Regions from separate parts of the Mus musculus genome. Here regions 1 and 3 are each linked to region 2. A link is a contact called in public HiCAR-type and HiChIP or PLAC-seq data. All regions are on one chromosome and are shown on one strand. The core of a region is the stretch at or near the end of the contact, and the rest is flanking DNA. Distances in the headings are between cores, read along the strand shown.

The links. HiCAR-type assays count read pairs that join an accessible place to other places. HiChIP or PLAC-seq counts read pairs in DNA pulled down with a chosen protein or histone mark.
Region 1: a contact with region 2 is called in an H3K4me3 HiChIP or PLAC-seq map of embryonic forebrain, with 10 times the contacts expected there. The contact joins the promoter of Trim62 here to the promoter of Gjb5 in region 2. A contact is called at or near these places in 10 of 39 promoter capture datasets (the 3T3-L1 cell line, the C10 cell line, cranial neural crest and 6 more), 4 of 115 datasets of contacts at active chromatin or transcription factors (embryonic forebrain, forebrain, large pre-B cells and 1 more) and 1 of 9 other capture datasets (embryonic stem cells).
Region 3: a contact with region 2 is called in a HiCAR-type map of astrocytes, with 5 times the contacts expected there. The contact joins the enhancer-like site here to the promoter of Gjb5 in region 2. A contact is called at or near these places in 4 of 39 promoter capture datasets (the 3T3-L1 cell line, embryonic stem cells and hippocampal neurons), 17 of 484 Hi-C or Micro-C datasets (the Ba/F3 cell line, the HL-1 cell line, the N1E-115 cell line and 12 more), 14 of 115 datasets of contacts at active chromatin or transcription factors (astrocytes, craniofacial prominence, differentiating embryonic stem cells and 11 more) and 2 of 9 other capture datasets (embryonic stem cells and embryonic trunk).

The regions. Positions count from the first base shown.
Region 1 is chr4:128,881,246-128,885,516 of GRCm38.p6, forward strand. Trim62 (tripartite motif-containing 62) reads left to right here and starts at 2,799. Exons shown (of 5, transcript NM_178110.3): 1 at 2,799-3,332. The coding sequence starts at 2,925. It overlaps Gm33760 (a long non-coding RNA gene), which reads left to right. Exons shown (of 3, transcript XR_003955115.1): 3 at 755-1,087.
Region 2 is chr4:127,356,290-127,360,412 of GRCm38.p6, forward strand. It overlaps Gjb5 (gap junction protein, beta 5), which reads right to left and starts at 1,875. Exons shown (of 2, transcript NM_010291.3): 1 at 1,737-1,875; 2 at 1-84. The coding sequence starts at 60.
Region 3 is chr4:128,714,444-128,718,787 of GRCm38.p6, forward strand. The region is part of intron 7 of Phc2 (polyhomeotic 2); the gene reads left to right. It overlaps Gm33712 (a long non-coding RNA gene), which reads right to left. Exons shown (of 3, transcript XR_003955114.1): 3 at 4,133-4,344. Among named protein-coding and RNA genes, the nearest start is that of Gm33712, 11 kb to the right of the region's middle. RefSeq lists an enhancer at 1-2,572. Within about 2 kb of position 1,583, at least 118 of the 459 cell types and tissues checked have an H3K27ac peak or open chromatin away from gene starts, as enhancers often do. A contact at or near this core is called in the N1E-115 cell line, astrocytes, cortical neurons and 14 more, where this site is marked.

The DNA.
Region 1 (4,271 bases), core at 1,549-4,048, 1.5 Mb after region 2:
ATGCGCTGTGCAAGCATAAGACTGTCTTCTTGTTCTTCCAGCGTGTCTGCAAACTGCGTAGTGTATTTCAGATGCTAGTAAAAGACCTGCCTATATCAGTCAATATACAGTGAACATCAAAGCCTGTTTGATACATCACCCAGCCTTTTATTATTATCATTTTTTTTTCATTTCTCTCCAGTTGCTTCAATAATTTAGACTCTGCTCTGTTTGAAAAAAAATTGGGGGAATACGTGTTAATGTATCAGTCATGGTTCTTTAGGTTTCCAAATGACAATCTGCCACTATGAAACTTGCTTAAGCAATAAGATCTTACATATCTAAAAGTCCAGGCTCTGAACCAAAGTAAGTTTCCTCTTCCCCTCGGGCACTGGCTGCATGCTCAGACTAAGCACAACATGGCTACTCTAATGCCAAAGCATGCCTCCAGAAGGCTCCTCTCTCCTTAGTCTTTCTCTCTGTTTTTTTTGGTTTTTTTTTCCAAGTTAGACACCACCAATCCATTACCGACAAGAGGGATGCAACCATCATGATTTGGATCAAACAAAATTCTCTCCTGGAGCTGGGTGGGGTCTGCCTTCCCATGATCATATTGGAAAGAGTGTCACTTAAACAGAATCCAGGCTCTGGATGTAAGGAATAGCTGTCACATGAGCAGCCAGCCTGTCTCTTGTGAAACAGGAGCCGGGTGAGGGTGATGGAGGGCGTGTTCACAGAATGAAGCATTTCTTTCTTAAATTCTACTTCAATGAAGTTTAACCCCGGTGAAGACACTGGTGGAAGAGGCCGGTGCTGGGGAGCCACCCTGATGCAGAGTTATGTCCTCTGGATGAAACAAGTGTTCCAGAAGGAAAGCGCCTAAGACTCTAGGAGGCATCACAAAGGCTCAAGAACCTTAGGCAGTTACAGGATGCACGGAGCCCCTCCCCTAAGGAGAAGGGACCGTCAGGCCTGCAGAGCTGCCTGCAAGCAGAGCAGGGAATCCTACGGATGTGACTTTCATGACTTGTCACCCATGCTGGGGTGGGATCCTTTGAGTCACCCATGTTCCTTTAACTAACCCCAATAAACCGACTGGTTCACTATGCCCTGTCTGGAATGAATATACCTTTGTTCATGTCACCACAGGAAAAGTTATGCAACACACTCTCAATACCTCCTCCCCATCACCCCCTTTATCCACCACTAATTGTCATGGTGCTTTTTTTTTTTCCTGATGGTCTTATCCTGACAGACAATCACGGTGCAAACTGACCTCTTGCAGGTCCTGAGACAGCAACCACCTCCCTGGGGCCAGCCTTTCCTTCCTCCTGCAGGCCTCGGCTTTGCCACAGTTGCTCACCCGTGCCTAGCACTGCATGCATGCAAAGGGTCCCCCTCCTTCACTGTACTGATGATGTAGTGTGTATCTTGCACACCAAGAAACCCAAACCAAGGCAGGCCATTTTTCTGCTCGAAAGCCCAACACCTTCAAGAAATTCTTCTCTAAGATGCCCATGCCTTTCACCTTCCCCAAACTTCTTCCTTATCCCACTCTCAACAGAACAGAACAGAACAGAACAGCATGCAGGTCTCCATGTGCCCCCCCCCACTCATGCTTCTGTTCTCCCTGTCTCTGTCTGTCTCTCTGTCTGTCTGTCTCTCTCTTTCACCTTCTTAGAAATCCCTTTCCTCCCCTCCATCTGGCAGAGATGACAAGGTCTCCCATTATACTTTTTTTCTTACTCCAACTTCTTATACACACACACACACACACACACACACACACTCACACACATGCTCACACAGCAATGCAGAAACATCCGATGAATGGAAAGAACCTTTGAGCTAGACGTTAGGCAGGGTTCTCTCCACAATCTTCTACTAAGAGCCCTCCTTAGAAAGGGAAGAGGAAATAGAACCTAAAGGTTTAGGAGAATGGCGACTTTGAACTTAGCCCATGCCAACAGGGCAAGTCTCTAATTTTATCACTACAATCTATGCAAACATTATATATTCTATGCAGACTACAGAGCACCGTCTTGTCTTAATACTCAGTTATTATTGCCCTTAGTTCTTCAAATTGATCATCCGGAGAGATGTTCCTTAGGTGCTATCTTCTCACTTTTTCTTCATTAGCTGTCCTCTCGCCCCCTGCCGCCAGGACCCTAAACAAACCTGACAGCTGTGCAGACCCAGAAGAAACAGCTGTTTTTCCCGTCCCTGGGGGTCAGGAGCACAGTGGCAGCGAGGCGGGGTCTGGAGGCCCCTCCCCTCCCCCCGCCCGCCGCGGGGGCGGAGCGGCTCGGGTCCCGCCCGCGGGGGCGGAGAGGGAGCCTGGGCGCCGGGCAGTTCGGCTCGGCTGGTTCCGGGTTGAGAGGCTGCGCTGGACCGAAGCGGTGGCCGCTGAGCTGGTGCGGGTAAGGGGCCGCGCGGGGCCGGGATCTGCGGCCAGGGTCGGGCAGCTGAGTGGGCCGGCACCCCTCCTCTGCTCTGCCGGGCAAAGCCGCGGTGCGGCTGGGTCTGGCTGCTCTGTCCCGCAGAATTCCCCATCCCCAGCTCGACCCCCTCTCAAAGCTTTTCGGGTCCCGGGATTCCGCCCCTCTTCGGGATCTCCTCCTCGCAGCATCTATCCCTTGGGAGTGTCTGGTCCTCTAGATCCTCCTCGCCTGGAGCCCCTTCCTTGGGACGCCCTCGGCCTCTCTCCTCCAGCGCCCATCGCTGGTGGCCACCTAGGACCTCGAAACCGAGCTCCGGTGCTCGCATCCCGGGTGGCACCCACTCGGCACCGAGCCCTCGCGCCTCCGGCGTCGCAGACAGCTCCCCCCGCGCTCCCCGGCGCCTGTCGCCCGTGCCCCCGTGGGCCTGGCCCCCGGGTACCGCCCCCAATCGCGCCGCGCCGGCCGCCGGCCTCCCGGGCTCCGCTTCGCGCCGCCCCTGGCGCCATGGCGTGCAGCCTCAAGGACGAGCTGCTGTGCTCCATCTGCCTGAGCATCTACCAGGACCCGGTGAGCCTGGGCTGCGAGCACTACTTCTGCCGCCGCTGCATCACCGAGCACTGGGTGCGGCAGGAGGCTCAGGGCGCCCGCGACTGCCCGGAGTGCCGGCGCACGTTCGCCGAGCCCGCGCTCGCGCCCAGCCTCAAGCTGGCCAACATCGTGGAGCGCTACAGCGCCTTCCCGCTGGACGCCATCCTCAACGCGCGCCGAGCCGCGCGACCCTGCCAGGCTCACGACAAGGTCAAGCTCTTCTGCCTCACGGACCGCGCACTGCTCTGCTTCTTCTGTGATGAGCCCGCGCTGCACGAGCAACACCAGGTCACTGGCATCGACGATGCCTTCGAGGAGTTGCAGGTGCGAGGCGGACAGGCGGGGCTGTAGGTGGGGTCAGGGTTCCAATAGGGGCAAGGGCCACAGGCCGGCTTAATGCCAAAGGGGCGTGGCTCCTGTGAGGGGCGGGGCAGGGGCGGGTCCCTTGAGCATCACTGTGTCAAATGGGCTTGAGAGAGATCTGGATGGGAGACAGGTCGAGGTGGGATAGGATGATGGAGAGAGGAAGCTACAGCTGGACCAGATGCTGGCTGAGGCTGAGACAGAATGGGAGACAGCAGCTCCTTCTGGACTTTTGGGCAAAGGAAGGACCACTATCAAAGCTAACCTGGGAGTCGAAGTGGGGTGTGTGGGAGGGGTGAGCTACTCTAAATGCAGCTACAGAATTCTGGAATGTTTGGGGCATTGTGGGATGCGGCTTGCTGCTCCAGGTGTTCATTGAGATCTAGAGTGAGGCCTGGGCCTCGGTTGGATGATGAAAGTGAGAGTTAAGCTTAAGACGTGCAAATTGTTCAGAGGGCAGGTTTGGGTGCCAAGATTAGATCAAGGTATGTGAGGTGAGAGTCTAAGGTCGGCCTCAAGTTCAGATATGACAAGAACCTTTTTTTTAAAATTTAAACCAGAGTAGGGGCCAATTGAGAGTGGAACCAGGAATTAAAGATTCAAGATTTGGAGAATTAGACAAGATTTGGAGGAGGGGAAGACAAGCTTCTAGGAATTCCCAAGGCCTGGTGATGACCCCTCTTGTCTTCTACATCCGAATCTTTGAGTACTCAATTGGACATAGCCCTTAACTGCAGCTAGTCTCCCCTAAACCTTTCCGTTGTCATTGACAAGAGGGCAAGACCCTGGTCAGTGTGTTTAATACTCTAAGACCCCACCCAAACATTTTCCTTTCCTCAAGCTCCATTGTCGTGTGTGTGTGTGTGTGTGTGTGTGTGTGTGTGTTTGTATAGAGAGAAA
Region 2 (4,123 bases), core at 625-3,124:
AAAGGCTGTGGAGTACTTGTTGACTCCGCTCAGGAGTCCCTCAAAAACACTCCAGTTCATGGTGGACTCAAGGGCTGGCTGCTCCTGCAGGGGAACGAGAATGTCATTTCCCACGTTAGGGGGTGCTCAGCTTGAGAACTTCACAGAGATGTGTCATCACAGGACTAGGCAGTATTATACCCCCATTTTATAGCTCAGAGAAACTGAGGGTTAGAGGTGTATATAAAGGTTACTTGACTATTAAAGGCAGAGCTGGCATGGAGGCACAGGTAGTTAAGTTCGAGCAACCCTGCTCATAAAAGAGGGTGGGTGTTGATGCCAGGAACCAGTCATCCGGAGTCCTCGAGCCTTGGGCTATTCCCCCTCCGACCTCCCCCTCCAAGGGAACCTACTTTCTGTTCTTTGCTGTTAATGTCCAGGCAATTAGGTGCCGCTTACCTGAAGGTGAGACACTAGTAATTAGATGGACTTAGATTAAAGTAGGGAGACACGGTGCTCTTTTTACAAGAGGCTCCCCAGAACAAGCAGGTGGGCCAAGTTTTCCCAAACGGTTGTTTCACGAAACCCCTGGCCCATAGGCAGACAAAGAGATTCTCGAGAGAAAATAATTCTGTGTTCAAGGCAACCTGGCAAGTAGCTGCGTTCATCAAAATTAAGCAGGTCACGTTTCTCACCCATGCTAATAAATGAATTCACTTTGTGACTCCCTCAAAGCAGGATGCAAAGAGGCAGCATTACCAGAGTGCCTCTGACCACAGAGCCCCCTTTCATCTGCACCTAGCTTTGATCATCTTTTGTTGGACAGCTTTGTCAAACACCAGTGTGACACATGCCTTTCTGGTGGGTTCTGCTGGTGAACTTGGTGTGAGTGACTAACTCAGTTTCATTTGTGCAAAAGAGTCCCTGCTTCTCCCAGTAGGAAGCCCTCTCTAACCAATTCCTGGAGGAATGATGGAGGCATACTGGGACCAAGGCATTGTGCACCCCGATGCGCACCCTGCCGCACACTTCAATGTGCTGGCTTGTGTGGAAAGTCACAGTCGATCTGACCTCAGCAGGGTCAGCTGCAAAGCAGGGTCAACTCCCATCGTGCAGTAAGAGGCATTTTCCGAAAACCAGTATTATCCCCTTATAGCATGGGGTATGGTATTTAGCAGCCAGAGAGCTAGTAAGTAACAGAGTCGGGACTCAGACTCAGGCTGGCTGGCTCCAGAGTCCACTCTGCAAACTGTCCAGTTTTGAGTTGGCGCCCTTTCCTCAAGTTTTCGTGAATGGCCTGCTCTCCCATGCGTCTCCCTTTTCTTTCTGATGGAATTTGGGTGAGAGCGTCTAGGGGTGTCTCTATTCCTCACCCCATCTGGCTATATCACTCCCCACTTGGCCACGTGGTGGCCTGGCTTTGAGTCACTGACTTCTCTGTACAGTCCTGTCTCAGGTGGGTGGGGCTGGCAGCGTCCTAGGAACACCCAGGGAGGCCTAGCCCTAACCCCAGGGCTCTGCGGGCTGCTCCAGAATTGGGGCTGTCTGCAGCGGAGCTCCGCCCTACTCAGCCCCTTTCCTTCAGCTCCAGGCCCCCAGTTCCATCACCTTTGCGGGTTGGGGAGAAGAGGAAGAGCCCAGAATACAGGAAGGAGTGCCTCCCTTCATCAGGACACAGGATGGCCCATGCATCCAGGCCACCACCCTCCAACCTCCTCCAGAGAACTCGGTCCGGTTAGGTGTGCTGAGTCCTTTACCTGAGCAGCGACTCCTTAGGGCTCCCTTAGTACCCGCTCCTGGAAGCCAGCAGTTGGGGTTCAGCAAGCATCAGAATTCATGTCAGAATCAGGGAAGGGTTTCTGGTAAAGCTCATTCTTGGGGCAGAGGCTGTTGAGCAGCCCAGGCGTGTCCTGTTGGCCAGGAGGGGTGTGTGTGTGGGAGGAGCTGTGGGCTGCCTAGCCATTGGCTAGGTCCAGGACTCTCAAAGACTGCCTCCGTTGAAGCTCCAGAAAAAAGCCCTAGGGGTTTCCCTCCTTCCAAAGCAAGACTTCAAGCATCTTCTCAAGAGAACCCCCTACACTTTGACCTTTCACCCCCAACCTTGTGTGGGGATGAAACGCTAGCCCTGCCCTCTATAAATTCTTCTTTCCGAATTCTCCCGGGCCAACTCTTTCGAAGAGGGCTTCTAAGGGCTGATGACTGCATTCTCCCTCCCTCCCCTCCTCCCTCTTCCCTCCTCCTCCATTGCCCCTCTCCGCCCTTGTTCTGCAGCTGAAGCCCACACATCGCATGCGCGCAAGTCCTTCATCCCTGTGTGGGGCTCTCACATCCTTGATCTGACCCTCCAGTTACTCTCCAGTCCCTGCATTTGCTTTTGTCTCTTTAGAGACAGCGCAGGTTGGCCTCCAACTCTGGGTGCTCCTGGTTCAGCCTTTTGAGTGCTGAGAATCTCAGCTCGGAGACTCAGTTGTTGCGCATGCCTGGATGAAGCCTATCTGCCACACACCTTCTCTCCTAAGGCACATCACAGTCTTCTGGGGCTCTGGAGACTAGACCGTATCTCAGCACTATGCTCTGGGACATTTTAAGCACCAAAATGATCAAAATCCAAAACCAACCAACCAAACAAACAAATAAACCAGGGAAATGAAGGATGGGGTGTGGCTCAGCGAGTCTGCTAGCAAACTTAAAGCCTTGGGTTGGGTCCCCACCGAGGCAGAAAGGGGGTGTGGTGGTGCATGCCCGTAATTCGAGGGCTTGGAGTTGGGAGACAGGAGGATGAGGATTTCAAGGCCATCTTCTCTATGAAATAAGTCTGAGGCCATCCTGGGCTAAACGAGAGACAGTCACAAAACAAACAACATAAAATGAGACAGACACGTGCAGGGTTTATAGAAGGAGAGCTGCAGGAAGGCAGGCGTGGCTCTCTTGGCTTCAGCCCTGGAAGCGCTGGGCAGCTCTGTATGAACGGCCACCATCGCGCCCAGAGTGGAGATTTTTGTGTTACACACATGTTCTAATGAGCCTGTGAATTCTATGGAATTTGTGACCAAACCTATGTGTGAACCCCCCTCCCCCACCCCCATCTTCCAATGGAGAGGAAAGGCTGGTTGGAACCAGTCCCCGCAGTGGTTTATGGGTGCACGTGTTACATTTGGGGGCACACTAAGCAACTGTGGTACTTTTGGTGGGTTCTGTTTGGGTGGTGGCAAGGGGTCTTTGGGTTTTCTAGAGGGACAAGTGGGGAAAGAGGTGGAAGGTCCCCTGTAGAGGGTCATGGTGCTGGGGAGTTCAGCAGGAGGCTTCCTGCCCAATGGAAGACACCAGCAGGAGACACCGCATCACAGGACTGGGGCCAGGCAGGGGTCTCAGGAGCAACAGTGCTTTAGGGAGCCAGTAGAGAGAGAGGCACCCATGGAGAGGGAGCTGGATAGAGAATCAGGGCCAGGAGGGGCGGGGCGAAGGCTATGAAGGGGAAGGCAAGGAACGGGGAGCGCCACAGGACGCTCTTGGACTTGCACCAGGGTGATTTCAATCGTGGGGTGGGTACAGAAACTGGAGGGTGTGGGTCGAGAAGGCACTGTTGCTCCCATTTCTTGGTGCTTACAAGGAGAGGAGACAGGCAGGGCTCCAGGTGGAGGGGTGGGCCAAAGGGAGTGTGAGGTTTGTGCTTTCAGGAGAGATGGAGAGATCTGCAGCTGAGAGGAGGAGTCAGAGTGAGGCTAGTGACTTGCACCTGGTCTTGCCTCACAGCCCCCATCATCTCCTTCCCCACAGGCCCTTTCTGGACCTAATTTTCTGGCTTCACCACTTTTAGCACGTACTCCTGGCTCAGGTGGCCCTGGTCTTCCTGCTGGGTCACCCCTGCCGGCCTCCGGCTTCCAGCTGGGATGGGAGATGAACTGCCTTCGGGAGATGTGCCTGTGTTACCTGGGGCTCCTCTGATAAGCACTGAGGAATGCCTGGGTGCTCTGGCCAGTTCTCCACTGCTGACCCCGTAACCCCTGCTCCTGACGACAGCAGCTGCTGCTCAGTGAGCCTGTTTCATCTGCTCAGAATGGGAGCAAGGGCTGGAAATTCATGAGCGCTGATAACATCAGCTCTGTCGTTGGGCACTAAGGTCCCTGTTAGAGCATGTCAAATG
Region 3 (4,344 bases), core at 333-2,832, 1.4 Mb after region 2:
TGGTTCCTTTGCCAGTGGGTATCAGTTGTAGATGCATCTTGGTTAGGGCTGGGAGCCCGTGTCCACTTGCCCCTCTCGTCAGTGACAGGCCCTATATGTGCTGCCACGGTCTCTGTGAGTTCATCCATGCGTTGGCCCTGTTGTGTCTGGAAAACTGTTTCCTTGGCGTTCGTTCTCCATCACCTCTGGCTCCAGCACTCTTTCCAACCCCTTTCCACAAGGGTCCCCAGGCCTTGAAGGGAGGGCCAAAGCTCCACTTCTAAGTTCTATCACTGGAGCAATCTCAGGGCCCAGTACCTTGGGAATCTCAATCCTGCCCAGACCAAAGTGTAGCTTCTCTCTAGATCGAAACCAGCCCCAAATTCTAAGGATTTTGAAACAGAGCAAAGCAGGTCTTGAGTGGCTTCCAAGGCTGCTGGCATCTCTATGATCTCCAAGAAGATGGACAGAGAGAAGAAAGATACCCACAGGCAGTCTATCCTTCGTTGGAGAGCCTGTATCCTGTGCATGCCATGTTTTTCTGTCTCTGAGAGAGCCCTTTCTGTTTGGCAGTTGGGAAATCTGAGGCCCAGGGAGATCGCCCCAAGAACTTGCATCATACAGTCCTCAAAATCACGGGTAGTCAGTGAGGGGCTGGGCCCAACTCCACACCCCATATCCTCAGCTCTGCACCCTCAACCAGGCCAAGGGACACTCCCAATTCTTACAGTGACTTGGGGCCTCCTTGCCTCTCCTCTTCCCAGCCCAATGCTCAGAGAACCTGGGGGTTCTAACTAAGGCTGTATGTTGATTTGCAGATCCAAATGGCTACCTCTCTAAGCTCTTGAGCCCCGGAAAGGTCCACAGCAGGCTTGAGAGCCTGGGGCTGAGCCTGACAGTGTGGGTGTGATGCAGATGAGACTGGTGGCCCCACAGAACTTTCCGTGGAGCAGCTGTGTGCTAAGGAATACAAAGACCCTCTCCCCAGAGACGCAGATCAGTGGGCTTGGCATTGTTCCTGCCTCCCACTGTCTGGCCCATTCTTCCTTTCTCTCCAACCCCCACCCCTCCATAAGCCTCTCCACTCCTCGACTCTCACCTCCCAAAAGGAAGGCAGCTGGGGGAGGCTTAGGAGCCACTGGGCCTCTCTGGGCCTGTGGAACAAAAAAAAAGACCGAAATAATTCTTTCAACCTGATGGGGGTTGGGGGGAACAGAGCAAAGCAGCACCTGTCAGACTGCACAGTTCCTCGGGCGCAGAGGTGATGGCTGGCCTTCTGCCCAGCCAGCCCACTGTGTGTCAATGAGGAAGGGGCGAAGGCGGGAGAGCCGAGCAGGCATGCTTGTGCTTGTGAGAGAGCGCTGTATACTGGAGGAGAGTCTGTTTTGTTACGGGAGCATTTTTGTTTAAAGCTGGCTGGCTGCCCCAGGAGGAAGGTGGGCAGTTGAGACTTGCGGGGGGAGGGCAGGGGCAGCAAAGAGGAATGTGTCTTCCCTGGGGGTGTTTCCTCCAGAGAGGCAAGCCCTCCTGCCCCAGCTGGGACTGCTCCCACTGACAGCTGTTTGGGGGCAAAGCCCCTCCCCCATGGCAAGCTCCCTGCTGTTCCTGCTCCTGTCACCTTGGCAACCAGCTTCTTTAGGCTGTGCAAATAGAAAAGGTCCCTTATGCCCTGAAAGAGTGTGGATGGGGGAGGGGAGGCAGGGCAGGAGAGCGGAGCCTAGGATGTTGAGCCTTGGAAGGGAAGGCAAGGGGTCTGGCCTTGCCCTTCTTAGGGCTAGGGAGACTGGATCATAGAAGGCAGAAGAGGGCAGGCAGAAGGGTCCTGTGGGCCCGGCCTCTGGGACAGCCAAGACCTAAGGCAACCTGACCATAGCTCCAACTAAGAGGCTTGGTCCTTTGAGTCACCATTCTGGGTGATAAACTCTGGGCTCTGGGTAACACTCAGGCCCAACCCGATGGTGAGGAGACAGTTGCTGACCAGGAGGAGTGTGTTGTTGTAAAAGGGGGTTGGAGAGTCTCTGAAGCTCCTGGGCCCCTTTCACTCAGATGGACCTCCAGATGCCAGGCCTTTGTTCAGTCTCCTCAACCGCCTCAGGTTTTGACTCCGAGGGGAAATCTTCTGAAGGGCAGGCCTGCCACGTAGCTGTTTTATCACAGAGTGGATTTGTGTCAGGGGGCAGAGATTTCCATCTGTGATAGGCTGGGCAGAGTGATGCTTTCTGGTTCAAGGATTCTTGAGTACTGTGTATATTCCTCCCAAAGCAGCTGCTAAATTAATGGGTCACACTTTCACTAGGGAAAAAAAAAAATGCAGTAAACAGCTAAGCATGCAGGTGAGCCTGCTATCCAGCTGCAGGTGGAAATTGCCAGCGATTTTCCTGTTAAAACAGTAGAGCCAGCCTTGAAAGTTATCCCAGCAGTGTAGGGCCAGATTTAGATTACGAAACTCTTAGGCTTAGGGAAAACTCAGAACTCATTAATTATCAGCGGGAGGTGGGGTGGGGGGTTACCCAGGATCCTTCACGGCGAAGGTGGGTGTGAATGCGTGCATACACGTGTGCCTGCATTATGTGCGGACATGCCTGTGTTTGTGCCAAGAAAGAGAAAACCAGTTGTGTGAATTTCTCCTTTCACCCTGTCTTAGTCAGGGTTTCTATTCCTGCACAAACATCAGGACCAAGAAGCCGTTGGGGAGGAAAGGGTTTATTCGGCTTACACTTCCATACTGCTGTTCATCACCAGGGAAGTCAGGACTGGAACTCAAGCAGGTCAGGAAGCAGGAGCTGATGCAGAGGCCATGGAGGGATGTTCTTTACTGGCTTGCTTCCCCTGGCTTGCTCAGCCTGCTCTCTTATAGAACTGAGACTACCAGCCCAGAGATGGTCCCACCCACAAGGGGCCTTTCCCCCTTGATCACTAATTGAGAAAATACCTTACAGTTGGATCTCACGGAGGCATTTCCTCCCACCTCACAAAGGAAGATGCATCCGGTGAACCGGCATTCCAAATCAACCGCCATTCCCAATCATTTTCTCCACGTCTTCAACTGTTCCGTTCAGTTCAAGAAATACTCATTTGACACATATTTTGTGCCTGCTACTACGCCACACCATGGGAGTACAGAGCTGGGCAAGAGCTGAAATTCTATGAAAGGTTGTGGAAATCCAAGCTGTACTTTGAAGATGGGACTTTGTAGCATGGAGCAAACAGGAGGGCTGCCTCAGACAGCACCGGGGACACCCCAGTCCTGAGTGACTCACGCATCTTTCCCTCTGCAACTACCAGGCCTGGCACCCTCCTCCTCTGGACTGGCTTTCCGTCTTGCCCAGAGGCAGCTGAGAGAATGCCGGTCTGCGGGGCGCCACAGCCTTAGCTCAGTGCTGTTGTAGATATCCTGTTGGCTCCTTTTTTGATCTCCAGATGCCTTCACTTTGTCTTCTCTTTCCTGCCTGACCACGTGAGGACCTACTATGTGACATGCTGATGATGGCTGTGGCCTAACTCTGACTATAAGGACCTTTGAGGCCCTGCCACACTGGCCACATATCAACTGCCATGCTTACAATTGATCTTTCCTTACACTGACTGACTGCCACAGCCGAGCAAACACACTCAGCTCTCTTCTCATACCCAAACCCCTCTGTGCCTGGCTTGACCTGAGACTCAGTCAGTCTGTCTATCTGTCTGTCTGTCTGTCAGTCATGCATCTTTGGCTACCTACCCTTTTCATTGTCCCTCCAGGGTCACTTTCACAGTTCTCAGCAGCCATGGTGACACTCAGGGGCCTGCTGTGTTCATGCATGCTTGCTGATGTGTTGTTTGCTCAGCCTTACCTTTATGTGCAAGACTCCATATGTCATCTGTCAGCCTCAAAACTCCCAGCCTTCTGGATGGGAGATGTCACTGGGAACCCCTCTCAGTTCTTGCTTGTAAGATGAGCACACTGCCGGCAGGCTTACTGTTAGGAAAAGGTGAAAGTCGAGTTGTAAAAGTCACGTGAGACATTCAAAGCAATAGAGTATATAAGAACAGCTACTGTTAGCCAGACATGATAATGCACGCCTTTAATCCCAGCACTTGGGAGGCAGAGGCAGGCGGATCTCTGTGAGTTCAAGACCAGCCTGTTCTACAGAGTAAGTTCTGGGAAAGCCAGGGCTACACAGAGAAACTTTGTCTAGAAAGACAAAAGAACAAACAAACAAACAAAAACAAATACAAAAAGAACAGCTACTATTTACTTGTACCTTCTGTGTACCAAGCATTGAGCAAAAATGGTGGTGGTGTGTGTGTGTGTGGTTTAAATATAATACTCTATTTGATATTAATACCTACCCTATATGATATATGTCAACATTAACAGAACAG